Regions from separate parts of the Pan troglodytes genome. Here region 2 is linked to region 1. Evidence: chromatin contacts called from public Hi-C data. All regions are on one chromosome and are shown on one strand. The core of a region is the stretch at or near the end of the contact, and the rest is flanking DNA. Distances in the headings are between cores, read along the strand shown.

Region 1 (6,841 bases), core at 3,969-6,468:
GAGTTATTATAAATGAGTTCTAGTAATATTGTTGGTTATCCTAGACCTATGCCTTTTTTATTTTCTTCAACAACTTGTTTGACTTACTGAGTCTAAAAATTCATTTTTCTGTTAAAGACCTTTGTCTCACTTATAAAATATATGATAAACAATGTTCATATGATGTCAGATAATTCTGTCGTGTCAATAAATAATTTTGTTTCAGGTTTGGATATTCTGGAACCAGCTGCCCTCAAGTCTTCATGTAGACAGACTTACAACATTTTAAGAGTCAGTGCATTATTGAAATTATTACGTTGCTTTATTTGGTATTTTCCATTTCTTCTCTTATTAAATACATTTACTTTCATGGTGTATTATACTATGTAACTTCTTAGTTCTAAATACCTACAGCAACAACATCTTTGAGATTCACTACTTCTTCCTTCTTAAACTATTTCAGTTTTTTTTTCTGCTTTTAGCAACTTAGACATAAAATTTAAACAGACACCTTGTTGAATAAGAAACCATTTCTTGTGTTTGTGAGTGGTTCCTTTCCCCTGTTCCTTATCCTTTTTCTTTCATTCTTATCCTTTACTTCAGCCTACACTCTTACTCTGAATGAACACTAATTTATTTTGGAGTTGTCATATGTAATTAATTGCTTTGCAACCAATTGCATCACTGAATAGCTACCGCATTTGATATCACAATAGTCCAACACTGTGATATAATCTAGATAATACTGTGAAATTGAGAATATAGGTCAATATGTTGGAAAAAATTGAAGAATCAGTACTAGAAAAAAATTAATTTTCACATGCTCTAATCACGTCATTTTTATTTTCTTTTGTCAAATTGCCTCTTTCTCATTCCCTTCTCCACATATTGCTTCAATCGTGGTTTTTTTTTTTTTAACGGTTCTTCTTTCACATAGTTCTTTCTCTACTCACATAAATGCTTAGCCCAGCATTGGAATTCCTCCCCTGTGGGCCTTTCCTTTCATCAAGTTCCATCTTCATTCTTCTCGAGATGGATTACAAAAGGAGCTGATTTAAAATTCACTGTCTGGTCATGAATAGACACGATAAAGAGAGATGTTAATGTAAAATTATATTACAAAATGTTTGTTTAAAAAACTCATCATCTTGCTCCCTTGGGGTTTTCTCTACTAAATTCACTTTGGCGAATAATGACATTCATAAAAAATCTACCCAAGGGCCTTCACGAAACAAAAAGAGCCAAAATGCAGCATTTCATGGCACAAAAATAGCTCAGAAGTTAACAGGTAAGGCCACTGCTTTTTGTTGAATTTAGTTGTTTGGTTTTCCAGTATTTCCCTCGCATTCTTTGTGAGTACATACATACACATAAGCACGCAAATGCACAAAGCACACATACAGATTAGAATTGGGTTTATTTTAATTTCCTGATTGTTTTTGTTCATCTAAGTGCTATTTAAAATAAGTGAGGTTAATGGCAGTTCCCTCCCCTCTCATTCTGTACTCTTCCCCAGTCTTTATTTCCGGTGTGTTAGGAACTTGTTGTTCTTCCCAGATAGTTCAGTTGCAATTGGGAGTTGCAATTTGAGTTGGTAGGTTCTCTCTGGGGTGCGGAGTAAAAGACAACTGTTTTGCTATAATGGCCTACACAGCTGCAAGAAAATCACTGTTTATTGCCTTTATAAAAAATACAATTTGCTGCTTTCGCCTTAGCTTCTTTTGAACCTTCTCAAGAAAATCATTCTGAAGGGCAGAATAGCAGACTTCTTAAGGGCTGGGATTCTGGAGTTGGATTTGGGGTTAAATCCTAACTCTACCATTTACTATGTGGTATTGAGTAAGTTACTTAACCTTTCTAAGACTCAGTTTTCTCATATATCAAATAGGTATTTATGAAGACAAAATAAACTCATGTATGAAATAACTCTTATCACAGAAAAAAACTTCAGTAAAATATAATTCTTAATATTGTTGTCTTAATAATGCTAATTTGTATTTGTAAACCAATTTATTATTTTTAAGTAATTTTAAATTTTATTTTTATTTTACTCCTAGTAGATTCCACCTTTGAAGGAGTCTTACAAAACCATTGCCTTTATCTACACTTAGCAGGTATTTTTTGAACATTATGATTGGAACAACATAGAATTGGGCTCTTTGGGCATTAATAAAAAAATACTGGAAGCATCCATCCATTCTCTTTGTGTGCTAAATGTCTGGCCCAATATAAGCATGAAGGCTGTGGAATTCAGTAAGGGAGGAAGACTTATTGGAGAGAGGAATACATATTTAGAATTCTATGAAGTAGGCAATGTTCTTCCTCATTGCACAAAATAGGCCAGGAGTCTGAAGACTTCCATTTTAGTCCCATCTCTGCACTAACTAGGTGTCTTAGCAATTAACCTTTTGGAATCTAGGCCTCTTCATTGATCAGATTAATTTTCCAAAAGAACAGCTTCAATCACATTGTTCTATGGCTTAAAAGCCTCTCCATTGCTCACTGAATTAAAGTCTAACCTCTGTGCTTGGCATTCAAAGTGCTGTAATAGTCAGGGTTTTCCAGAGAGACAGAACCTATACATATATATATGTGAGAAGGGATTTACTGGGGGAATTGGTTCACATCATTATGAAGGCTGAGAAGTACCAACACAGGCCCTCTGCAAGCTGGAGAACCAGGGAGGTAGATAGTGTGGCTCAGCCCAAAACCTCATAACCAGGGATGCTGATGGTATAATTCTCAGTTTGAGGCTGAAGGCTTGAGTACCCAGGGTCACTTGTGTGAATCCTGGAGTCGAAAAGCCAGAGAATGTGGAGTTCTGATGCCCAAGGGCAGGAGAGGGACATCCTGGATCTGCAGGAGAAAGAAAATATTTGCCCCTCCTCCACTTTTTTGTTCCACCTGGACCCCTAACTAATCAGATGGTGCCCGCCTACATTGAGGGGGGATCTTCCCCACTCGGTTCACAGACTCACATGCCAATCTCCTTCAGAAACACCCTCACAGACACACTCAGAAGCAATGTTTTACCAGCTAACTAGGTATCCCTTAATTGGGTTAAGTTAACTCCAAAACTTGACGATTGCAGGTGCTCAGCCTCCTCTTCCAACCTCCTCTGCCATCCTCCTACTATGTATACCCCACTCTCCATCAGAGTGCTGTCCTTGTTCCCTGAGCACTTCTAGTGCTCCTATCGGCCTCACCCAGATGCCTTTCTCCATCTCTGCCATGCTCTCCTGCAGTGAGCCCACCCTGCTGCCAAAGGTAGAGGTCTTGGCTCTATCTCATATTCCTTCAGCATCCCTCATCAGTCACTTGCTACCCATCAATCAATCATTTGCCACACATCAGTCAATCATTTGCCACCCAGTCCTCTTCATTTTCCCTCACTGAAATCTTTTAATACATTTCCTGCGTTCCCTCTGTATTCTTTACCTTAGGTTAGGCCTCTTTCATATCTTACCTCTATTATTACAGTAGCTTCCTGTGATGGTTAATTTTATGTGTCAGCTTGATTAGGCCATGGGATGCCCAGATATGTGGTTAAACATTATTTTTGGGTGTGTATGTGAGCATGTTTCCATAATACATTAGCATTTGAATTAGTGGGTTGAATAAAACAGATGTCCCTCTTCAGTGTAGGTGGGCATCATTTAATCCATTGAGATCCAAATAGGACACAAAAGGGAGAAGGTTGAATACTCCCTCTCTGTTTGACTGCTTGAGGTAGGACATAGGTCTTCTCCTTTCCTTGGACTAGAATTTACCTACTGGCTTTCCTGGGCCTCCAGCTTGAAGATCATGGGACTTCAAACTTCCTAATGCTGTTTGCCTTGCTTGCTCCCTTTCAATCTATCCCATCATCCTTCTGGCAGGGTGATTTTTCTTTTTTGTTTTTTTGAGATGGAGTCTAGCTCTGTCACCCAGACTGGAGTACAGTGGTGCAATCTCAGCTCACTGCAACCTCTGTCTCCCAGGTTCTAGTGACTCTCTTGCCTCAGCCTCCCCAGCAGCTGGGACTACAGGCACAAACCATCACAACTGGCTAAATTTTGTATTTTTGGTAGAGATGGAGTTTCACCATGTTGGCCAGGCTGGTCTCGAACTCCTGAACTCAAGTGATCTGTCCTCCTCAGCCTCCCAAAGTGCTGAAATCACAGGTGTGAGCCACTATGCCTGGCCAGGGTGATTTTTCCAAAATGCAGTTATAATCATGTCACTCTCCTGCATACAACAATCCTTTGATGCTTTCCCATCAGTTTGTACATAACAATCAAAATCTTTTCTTAGTCCACTTTGTATTGTAGTTATATGTGCTTTTGTTTTGTCTTTCCTCTGCTATTAAAAGACACTGGACAGCAGGGACTAAGTGTTACTCAGCTTTGTATTCCCTGGAGTACCTAGTAGAGTAGCTTGCATATAGTAGGTGTTCCTTAAATGCCTGTTACATGATTGTATCAACTGGAATTAATATTATCTCCTTTACCTTTCTGAAGGTAAATGCAATGATTAAATATGAAGAAGAGCATTGACAAGATGAAAAGGGCTCATTCTCAGCAATGTTATTTCAAAAAGAAAACCTGAGTGATTCACATATTCATATGTCCATCTGAAAATGTCCTTCTCTCAACAAACTACTCAGTGAAAACTCATCTTCATATAGTTAATGCTGGAGAGCTAATAAACTGTTGCAAATTTCAAAAATAGTGTCATAACTTCCTATACAGAGTCTAAAGAAAGTGGAGGTGTGATGTAGTCTAGGGTTATCAATAGGGCAGCATGACTTGATGGGGCTTAAGACTTCTACACACAGCCAGCAAGCATTTAATGAGCATCCCTGAGGGGCTTAATGTTCCATACTATTACTCAAGGACTTTTTCTTATTTGCCAAGATTACTTGGTAAATCTACAAAGCCAAGTGGCCTATGGCCAGAGTTCAAATAGTTTCTTGTCAATTCTTCCCTCCCTTTCACAGTTGCAAGGCATGGAAAAGAGGAAATGAGATGAGATGGGATGGCTTTCGTCCTGGCCTGCTTCAAGCACTGTTTCACCATAAAAAAGGAGCTCTCCACTGCTCCTCTTAAACAGATAAAATATTTTGTGCTTAGAATTCAATGACTCATCCCACTTGGACATAACTGCATTCTTTCTAGGGCGGAAATCTCGCATTCAAGTGCAGCTGGCCAAGTTGAAGAAAGAACTTCAAGGCAGTTCTGGGAAAGAACTTTAAGCCTTAGCCCTGATTATAAGAAAGAAGTTTTGCTCTTTGCAAAGGATTAGGAGCATAACTGTGCTAGTGAATAACAATCTCGGACTTAGCCAAAGAATGCTTGGGTGGGATTTTTGATTATCATTATGGTGTTTTTTAAAATGTAAGCATCTAAGTCTTCAAATTCTTTGATAAATTTAATTTTAATATTTAATTTTGGGCAATCAAAGCACAAAGAAGTAGAAACTGGAGTGAAAATGGGTGGGTTACCAGATACTTACGATAATAAAAGTGTCATTTTGCCAACTTATTTTGTAGCTAAAATTACAATTTTCAATGCTATATGTAGTTGAATATCGCCATCATCTGCGAGTGCTTATTATATGCCAGGAACTAAGCTAAGCTCTTAACCTGCAAAATTTTATTCAATCCTTGCATAGACGCTATGTGATAGATGGACTACAATTGCCACATTGAATCAACATTTGCCTGAGAGACCAATGGGCATTTATTGAACACTATTTAGGGATTAATGTGAAGCGGTGGCAAAGAAGGAAAGGTATAGCATTTAGAGGAACACAGTATTTCATAGAACCTTAGTGAGGGAAGGGATGTTGAAGGACTAAGGCTGATGCCAACTCCATTGGGCAAGTAATCATCGCTTCTAGCTTTTATAAATTATTAAAATATATTTTGATTTCAGTTTTTCTGATCTTTTTCTATTGTCTCTTAAGTCCTTTAGAATCACTTCACACTATGCTCTCATCCAGGTGAAAGGGAACTCAGAAAGAATGTAATTAGCCTCATTTTCTAGCCTAAAACCTTGTGCAGTGGACCTAGAGGCTCCCAAACACGTGCTAAGGTTTAAGGGCCCATGGGCTGCATTTCAGTAGGTAACCAAGGCATTCTTTTGTGTATATGTTGCCCAAATCCCTTAAGAGCACCTATACATCTTGACAATTTTCAGTACAAATCCTTTTCAAGTGAAAAATAAACAAGTATTTAATACTTAAAAATCTTTCTTTCTGTTTCAGACAGAATTCCAGCTGTCTGCTTCTTCCGTCCCTCCAACAAAAACAAAACAAGGGACTTGCATCCATTTACAGTCTACAAAGCTTAATCTTCGTGCTATCTTATAGAAGGAGTTCCTCTTGCTGTATTTCTGATATTGGCAACCTCTTCCATTGTCTGCATACTCTCTGGTATCCCTTAATGCTATGCCATAGTCATTGCAACTCTGTTAGTTCAAACCTATATTAGTTATTTTTTAAATTGCTGTTGCTTACTAATTTTAGGTTCATTTTCAGTCCTACCCTTTCCCTACCAATCTACCATTGCTGCCGCCATTACCTTTACAAAACACACCACAAGTCTTATCTGCATTAAACCTGCTTAAAACTGGTGATAAGCCCTCACTGTTCCTTAAGGCCTGCAGGATAAAATACCAACTCCTCAGTGCTGGGGTTTGGAGCAGAGCTTAATTACTCACTTTTCTTCTTTTGCACATTGTGGATCAATTCTGAATTAGACACATAAGTCAGATGGGAATGAAAATTCAGTGCCTGATTCACTGCTGAGAATGCAGCACTGGGGCTGGGGCCAGAGGCAGGCTAAAATGAGGCCATGGCAATCTTCCCCCTGAGTTTACCT
Region 2 (6,962 bases), core at 797-3,296, 180 kb before region 1:
CCAGGCACTCTGTATAAAGTAGTATTCCACACTCAGTCCCTCTATCACATCTTATAATTTTATTTTCTTTGTGGCATTTATCACCACCTGAAATAGGCTTACTTATCTTTATACTATATTTATTTGTCTCCCTCGCAAGACTATAAGCTCCTAGTGGGCAGTGATTATTTTTTAACATGCAGCCTGGAATATAGTAGTAGGCCCTGAATAAATAGTGGTTGAATGCTTGCGTGAGCAACAGATATTTATCAAATGCCTGTAATATACCAGCTCTGTTCTAGGCAGTGGGGGTGTAGCAGTGAACCAAGCAGACAAAAACTGCTGAAGTCTTGGAGTTTATATTCTGATGTAGGAAAAGAGTCAACAAATAAGGCAGGGAAGAGGAAGCTGCAGTGAGGCTGTGCTGCATTAAGAAGTGGAATCAAGGAAAGGTCTTGGTGGGCAGACCTGAAGAAGGTGAGAAGGGAGGGACCTGAACAAGGTGAGGAACACGGGAGGGAGGAGAAATGAGACTTTTACAAGGATGTGCAAAGGCCCTGAGAAAACAAGAAAGGGGCTATGTGGCTAAAGCCAGCCAGCTCCTGGGGGCAGGGCAGGAGATGTGTCAGAGAGGTGCTGGTGGGATAACTCCAAACATGTAGAGTCTTGTAAGCCACTGAGAGGACTTTGGATTTTGCTCTTTCTGAGATAGGAAGCCACTGGCAGGCTCTGAGCAGAGTGACATACCAGCCTTGGATTATAGGCAGGGTCCCTGTTTTTGTTCTGGTGATACAAGACTGTAGGAGCAGAAGTAGAAGCAGTTAGGAGACCAGTGCAATAATCCAGGCAAGAGATGATGGTGGCTTGGTCCAGGGTGATGATAGGGAGATGGTGAAATACGTTAATAGTCTAGAAAGATTTTTAACACAGAGCTGGCAGGATTTGCTGATGCAACGAGCAATGGTAATTATACAAAAATATGTGCAGAACTGATACAAAGAAGGCTTTTCTTGGATTTGTAGAAAAGAGACTGGTTTTGTCAGGTCTCTGACACTAATATAACGCCTAGTAGCACAACCACCTCGAAATCCTGCACTGGGACTTGGAAGTTTTGTGTTATCTATTATTTATCCCAAAGAACAGAACAACAACAAAAAAGAATGGTGAAATACATTCAGTATCAAAATCTGTACTTGCAATTAAGATAACTGGTTTGGGTGTTGATCTCATTTCAGCACACTGACATGAACGCGGTGATTGTTGAGCAGATATAAACATTTCAAAATAAAAATGACATTTATCTGTGAGGAGACTGTGAAGCTCACTGGGTGGTTACACAGAAGGATAAATTTTATCAAGAACAAAGATCTTGCCTGATTTATCCTGATGTGTGGTCTATACTTCAAACTGATGTGATAACTGCGCAGACCCCTGACCCTTTGCTTATTGGGCTACACTGAAGGCGCTTTGGAGATTATTCGCCTTTGCATTCCTCACTCCCTGGTGCCCTGCAAATAATAGCAGGTACACAAGAAACATTCACTGACCCAATCATTTCTTGACACCCTCCTCTGCACTCTTCTCTTTTTGCAGCATTCAGGAGCTCTTACTTTTATACCCAAATCAGTGATCAGATAATCACTCATAAATATGACATTTCAGAACGTGCTGGGAGCAGCGCAGACAGAGTGTAGGGAGCCATCCAGAGGCCCCACCCACCTGGGAAGCCAGGGAAAGCTTCCAGGGGGAGGGGGCGGTTCTGTGGGCTGCAGTCCGAGGGGGAAAAGCAAACGTGTAGGCAGCAGGAGTTGAGAGATGGGATCCAGACAAGGGCCTTCAGATACATAAATATCCCTTTCTGAGACTGACGGGAACTTGGAGAGGGCCGAAGAGTGACCGAGGCATGCGGGAGAGAAGGGGCGCCTGGACTTTTGGAAGGATAAACATGCAGGCGCCAAAGGTGGCTTTAAAAATTACCTTAGATCTGCAACTGTTGTGAGTCTAAGGGCGCGATTCAACGAAGGCTGAACGGGACCCGGAGACCGAACGTTCCGGAGTCTTACCCCTTCACTTCAGTCTGGCCTCGAAGGCCCTGCGGGAAGAGGGAATTGCAATTAAGAGCAGATTTGAAGCTTCATCTCATTTTGTCTCTGCAGCCAGAAAATAAACTATCGTAAAGCATCCTACTGCGGGACACTGAGGTTTGCTTTTTGTTTCTAGGTTTATTTATTTATTTATTTTCCAGGCTGGCTGCAAGGCAACTTGAACAAAATCTGGCTGCGCTCGGACTGGGGCGGCTCTTTCGTCTCTCCAGGTTTTTCGCGTCTCTCTACTTTCAGTGACACGACAACCAACGATGGCAGGCCGCAGCCGCACTGCTGGAAGCGCCCAGTTCCGCAGGCCGGAGGGCCAGAGGCGGCCACGCATTTCCACTCCCGGGGCGGGAGGCTTCCGAAAGTTCACGTCCTCCTTCCAGAGTCCCTGGGTGCGGGCTGGGGCGAGAGGGGAGGGGGCGCGGTGACTGTCCCTCCAAGGAGCTGTCTTCCGAAGCCGCCAAGTCTCGGGCGGGTCCTCTTCGGAAGAGGGAGAAAGTTGGGCGGGACCACGGGGCGGGGCTGGTGGGTGGGGAGCGGGTGGGAGTCCGGGCGCCCCCAGCGCTCGCGAGCCGGGGTGGAGCCAGCAGCCCCGCGTGGCGTCCCCGTTTAAGATGCAAATCGAGTCCCCGCTCCCCCCCTCCACTCGCCCGGTAAGCGAGGCTCCGCCGCCGCCCACGCCTCCTGCGCGCCACGGCACCAGAGCAGGCGGCTCTACTTAAGCAGCGCGCGGGCCGCGACCCGGCACTCGCCTGGAGCGCGCGGGCAAGGCGGGCGGAGCGCACTGGAACTCACGGGGGCGCACAGCGGCGCGCTCGCACCGCTTGGCTCCGCGCGGCTCTAGGAGGTGGCGGCGGCGGCGGCGGGGTGCAGGGCTGAGCGAGCGTCCGGGCTCCGGGGCTCCGGGGAAGGCGGTTGCAGCTCCTGAGTGCAGCGCGGCTTCCTGCCACTGTCCCGGCCCGGCCACCTCTCTGTCATGGCTCTGGCGGACAGCACACGTGGATTACCCAACGGGGGCGGCGGCGGGGGCGGCAGTGGCTCCTCGTCGTCCTCCGCGGAGCCACCGCTCTTCCCCGACATCGTGGAGCTGAACGTGGGGGGCCAGGTGTACGTGACCCGGCGCTGCACGGTGGTGTCGGTGCCCGACTCGCTGCTCTGGCGCATGTTCACGCAGCAGCAGCCGCAGGAGCTGGCCCGGGACAGCAAAGGCCGCTTCTTTCTGGACCGGGACGGCTTCCTCTTCCGCTACATCCTGGATTACCTGCGGGACTTGCAGCTCGTGCTGCCCGACTACTTCCCCGAGCGCAGCCGGCTGCAGCGCGAGGCCGAGTACTTCGAGCTGCCAGAGCTCGTGCGCCGCCTCGGGGCGCCCCAGCAGCCCGGCCCGGGGCCGCCGCCCTCGCGGCGCGGGGTGCACAAGGAGGGCTCGCTGGGTGACGAGCTGCTGCCGCTTGGCTACGCGGAGCCCGAACAGCAGGAGGGCGCCTCTGCCGGGGCGCCGTCGCCCACGCTGGAGCTGGCTAGCCGCAGTCCGTCCGGGGGCGCGGCGGGCCCGCTGCTCACGCCGTCCCAGTCGCTGGACGGCAGCCGGCGCTCGGGCTACATCACCATCGGCTACCGCGGCTCCTACACCATCGGGCGGGACGCGCAGGCGGACGCCAAGTTCCGGCGAGTGGCGCGCATCACCGTTTGCGGAAAGACGTCGCTGGCCAAGGAGGTGTTTGGGGACACCCTGAACGAAAGCCGGGACCCCGACCGTCCCCCGGAGCGCTACACCTCGCGCTATTACCTCAAGTTCAACTTCCTGGAGCAGGCTTTCGACAAGCTGTCCGAGTCGGGCTTCCACATGGTGGCGTGCAGCTCCACGGGCACCTGCGCCTTTGCCAGCAGCACCGACCAGAGCGAGGACAAGATCTGGACCAGCTACACCGAGTACGTCTTCTGCAGGGAGTGAGCTCCCCAGACCCCCTCGCCACTCCAGCGCCCAGTCCTTCTCCTGCCTGAGAGATGATTACAGAGCCTCTTGTCCCCCCCCTTTGTCCCCTGGCTGCTGCCCTCCCATTCTCCCCCTCCAGTAGTAGCTGGGTGAGACCTGTCCGTCCACCTTCCCTCCACTACAGAACCTGCAGCCGCAAATCCTCTGGGCTGCTTCGTCTTCTTTGGACCTCCTGAACCGAGAGAACCCAGAGGAACCCCCACCCCACCCCCACCTACCACTCCATGCTTTCTCTACTCCCTGCCTCAAACCACCCCTCCCCCAGATGGTACTTCAGTTTGGATCTATTGGGGGAGTGGGGCCACAGACCTGGGGATGATTGAATTGTTCAGAACCTGATTGGACCGTGTCCAATGTGCGGAAGATTTCCTTGAAATCTTCTCAAGCTCTTATGACTCACTGGGGGTTTAAGAGATCAGGATTGGTTCCACTGTCTGGGGTTAGTGTTTTACAAGGTCATTACACAGTCTTTTTGACCTCTTTTGAAGGTAGAGTTTTAGAAGGCTGGATGGAAGATTCTGAGCCTGGAATTAGGACCCCATGGAGGCAGTTCAGTAACTAAACTAATAAAGTTTTGAAAAGTTACACGTAAAGTAGAAGAATCTAGTGCGTGGGACAGTAAAGGATCCTTTCTCGTACAGAATAAAAGGTCTCAGCCTGTAGCTTAAACTTGTAGAAAGTGATCCGCCTGCCTGCAGAGGCGCCCTTTTCAGCTGCTGCTCGCCAGAAGCCCTTGATTCCACTGGTTGACATGGCAGCAGTTACTGGCAAGAGGGAGAAAGGACGCTGCCGCCTAAGAGTGCAAGGCTGCTCAGGTCTCCAAGCGCCGTAGGAGGTCACCTGGCAGTGACTGTAGGGAGCTGGGTCATAGTGCACGTCGTGGGTATTAGGAAAGCCTGTATTCTTTCAATGAATGTCAGTAGGACCTTCCTTTAGCTGTAAGACTTGGTGGGCGGGGTGGGGTGGGGAGGGAGGAAAGGGTAGGAAGGGTGGGAAGGGAGAAGCAGACATAGTCATTTATGATTTAAAAGTTGGAAATTTGTACCATCTGTTTGAGTATATGCACATTTAAAAAATATCATATAGTAAATGCAAACATGCCAAGCATTTTATAAAGATTAATAACAGACCTACTCTTACCTGGCAGTTTACTGAACTTACTGTTTTGAGTCCTAAACTTAGAGTTGTTAATGCTTATATATAATCTAACCAAAGAGTTACCCAGTAGGGTTTTAGTTTTTGAACTTTTATTTTCTTGTTGATTATAAATCCTGATTTTGGAATCTATTGCGCAAAAGAAGTTTCATTTTGGTTACTTAGACCTAAGATCACTTATTAAAAATCCTTATTTTCTCCAAGCCCAGCAAACGTTGACTTCTGGGCAAACCTGAAAACCTGAAAATGCCACTTTCATGCAGTTTGTTTGAAGTTAAGTGGAATCCTTTCAAATGACAGAGCTGCAGAGAACTCAGCACCAAGGGCTGCCTATCTGTAGATAGCTGTAAAATGGAATATTTTTAAATGAAGGCAAATAAGTACTTAAAAGTGAGCTGAGCAATAAAATGGTCCAATAATAGGTAAATGCAACAGAAACAGAAGGAGACCTGGTTGCCTTATGCCTTTACTCTTACATGGAATAAATTCCCAATGCATATCCTATGTAAACCATAAGTGAAGGGAAATAAACCTCGTCATGCTCCATGCTGTGAGGTGTCCTTTGGATATTCTGTGATGACAGAGAAGCCTATTTTGTTTTGTTTTCAGCATCTTTCTCTGATGTACGTTTTTAAGGATTTTGTAAGAGCTGTTTTCAGTGTTTAAATTAGTGCTATTTTTCCTTGTTTTTAAAAATGAATCTCGTACTGTATCTTACTATGTCCATACAGATGTTACAAATCGACAGTTTTATTCTTAGACTCATGTGATCCAAGCTGTATATACCATATATAAACATTTTACACGAATCATTTAGTTTTTTAATTCATTTACTAATGCTATAAAATTTCCTATATTACCCCAGTAATTTGCATCAGCTGGTTTATATACTAAAGCAACATGTTTTGATGAGTTTCTTACATCCTTATCGAGGAATTGGGTTAGGAAAAAATACATAATTGTAAAACTGAGTTTGCTGTATTATACTTTTTTTCTTGAGTATTAGTTGTATTACTAATCATATGTTGATTAACTGTCTACTTAAAGTCAAGGTACCTGTATTTTTAATCCACTAATTTTTTTTTAGTTGGGAAATAGATTTCAAGTCTTTTATTAGACTAACATTTTTTGAGAAGTAAAATTGACTTTATATACAAAGCCTGTAATTTTAGGCGAAATGGAAGCAGAAATCTAGGAAGTTGTGCTTGCTTGTATGTTGAGTTTGGTCTGAGACTAAGTAATGCATCAGAATTCATCTGTTTGAAGCCTGAAATAATTTAGGACTCTGATTCACTGACCAAAAGTCAGTGTTGCAGAGATTTCTCTACCCCGTATGGTATTTTGTTAGATTGTTCAACAGGAAGCACATGATTGAGAACATCTTGGGACAGACCAAAACCACTGACAGATGGCAAGGCTCGGCGATTCTGATTTCCCTTCTCAAATCTGCTCAACTCCAAGAGTCTTGAGAAACTGCTAAAATTTTGCCTCTGTCACTCAAGTCTTACAAATGTTATCTTGTAAACCTTTGAGGTGAACTATTCCACTGTCTTGTACATAGGCATCTTATTCACTCCACCCTGTCACACCCAGCACCCCCCACCCCCCACATTATTTGAAAGACTGGGAATTTAATGGTTAGGGACAGTAAATCTACTTCTTTTTCCAGGGACGACTGTCCCCTCTAAAGTTAAAGTCAATACAAGAAAACTGTCTATTTTTAGCCTAAAGTAAAGGCT

The links. Hi-C and Micro-C count contacts between places; a contact is called where the count stands out from the background.
Region 2: a contact with region 1 is called in a Hi-C map of stem cell-derived neural progenitor cells, with 2.5 times the contacts expected there. The contact joins the promoter of ACOD1 here to the enhancer-like site in region 1. A contact is called at or near these places in 1 of 7 Hi-C or Micro-C datasets (stem cell-derived neural progenitor cells) and 1 of 1 datasets of contacts at active chromatin or transcription factors (stem cell-derived excitatory neurons).

The regions. Positions count from the first base shown.
Region 1 is chr14:82,388,413-82,395,253 of NHGRI_mPanTro3-v2.0_pri, reverse strand. No RefSeq gene overlaps it. Among named protein-coding and RNA genes, the nearest start is that of ACOD1, 170 kb to the left of the region's middle. Within about 2 kb of position 5,218, at least 3 of the 24 cell types and tissues checked have an H3K27ac peak or open chromatin away from gene starts, as enhancers often do. A contact at or near this core is called in stem cell-derived neural progenitor cells, where this site is marked.
Region 2 is chr14:82,560,212-82,567,173 of NHGRI_mPanTro3-v2.0_pri, reverse strand. ACOD1 (aconitate decarboxylase 1) reads right to left here and starts at 2,046. Exons shown (of 5, transcript XM_063792224.1): 1 at 1,957-2,046. KCTD12 (potassium channel tetramerization domain containing 12) reads left to right here. Exons shown (of 1, transcript XM_001137708.7): 1 at 1-6,962. The coding sequence starts at 3,049. The coding sequence ends at 4,026.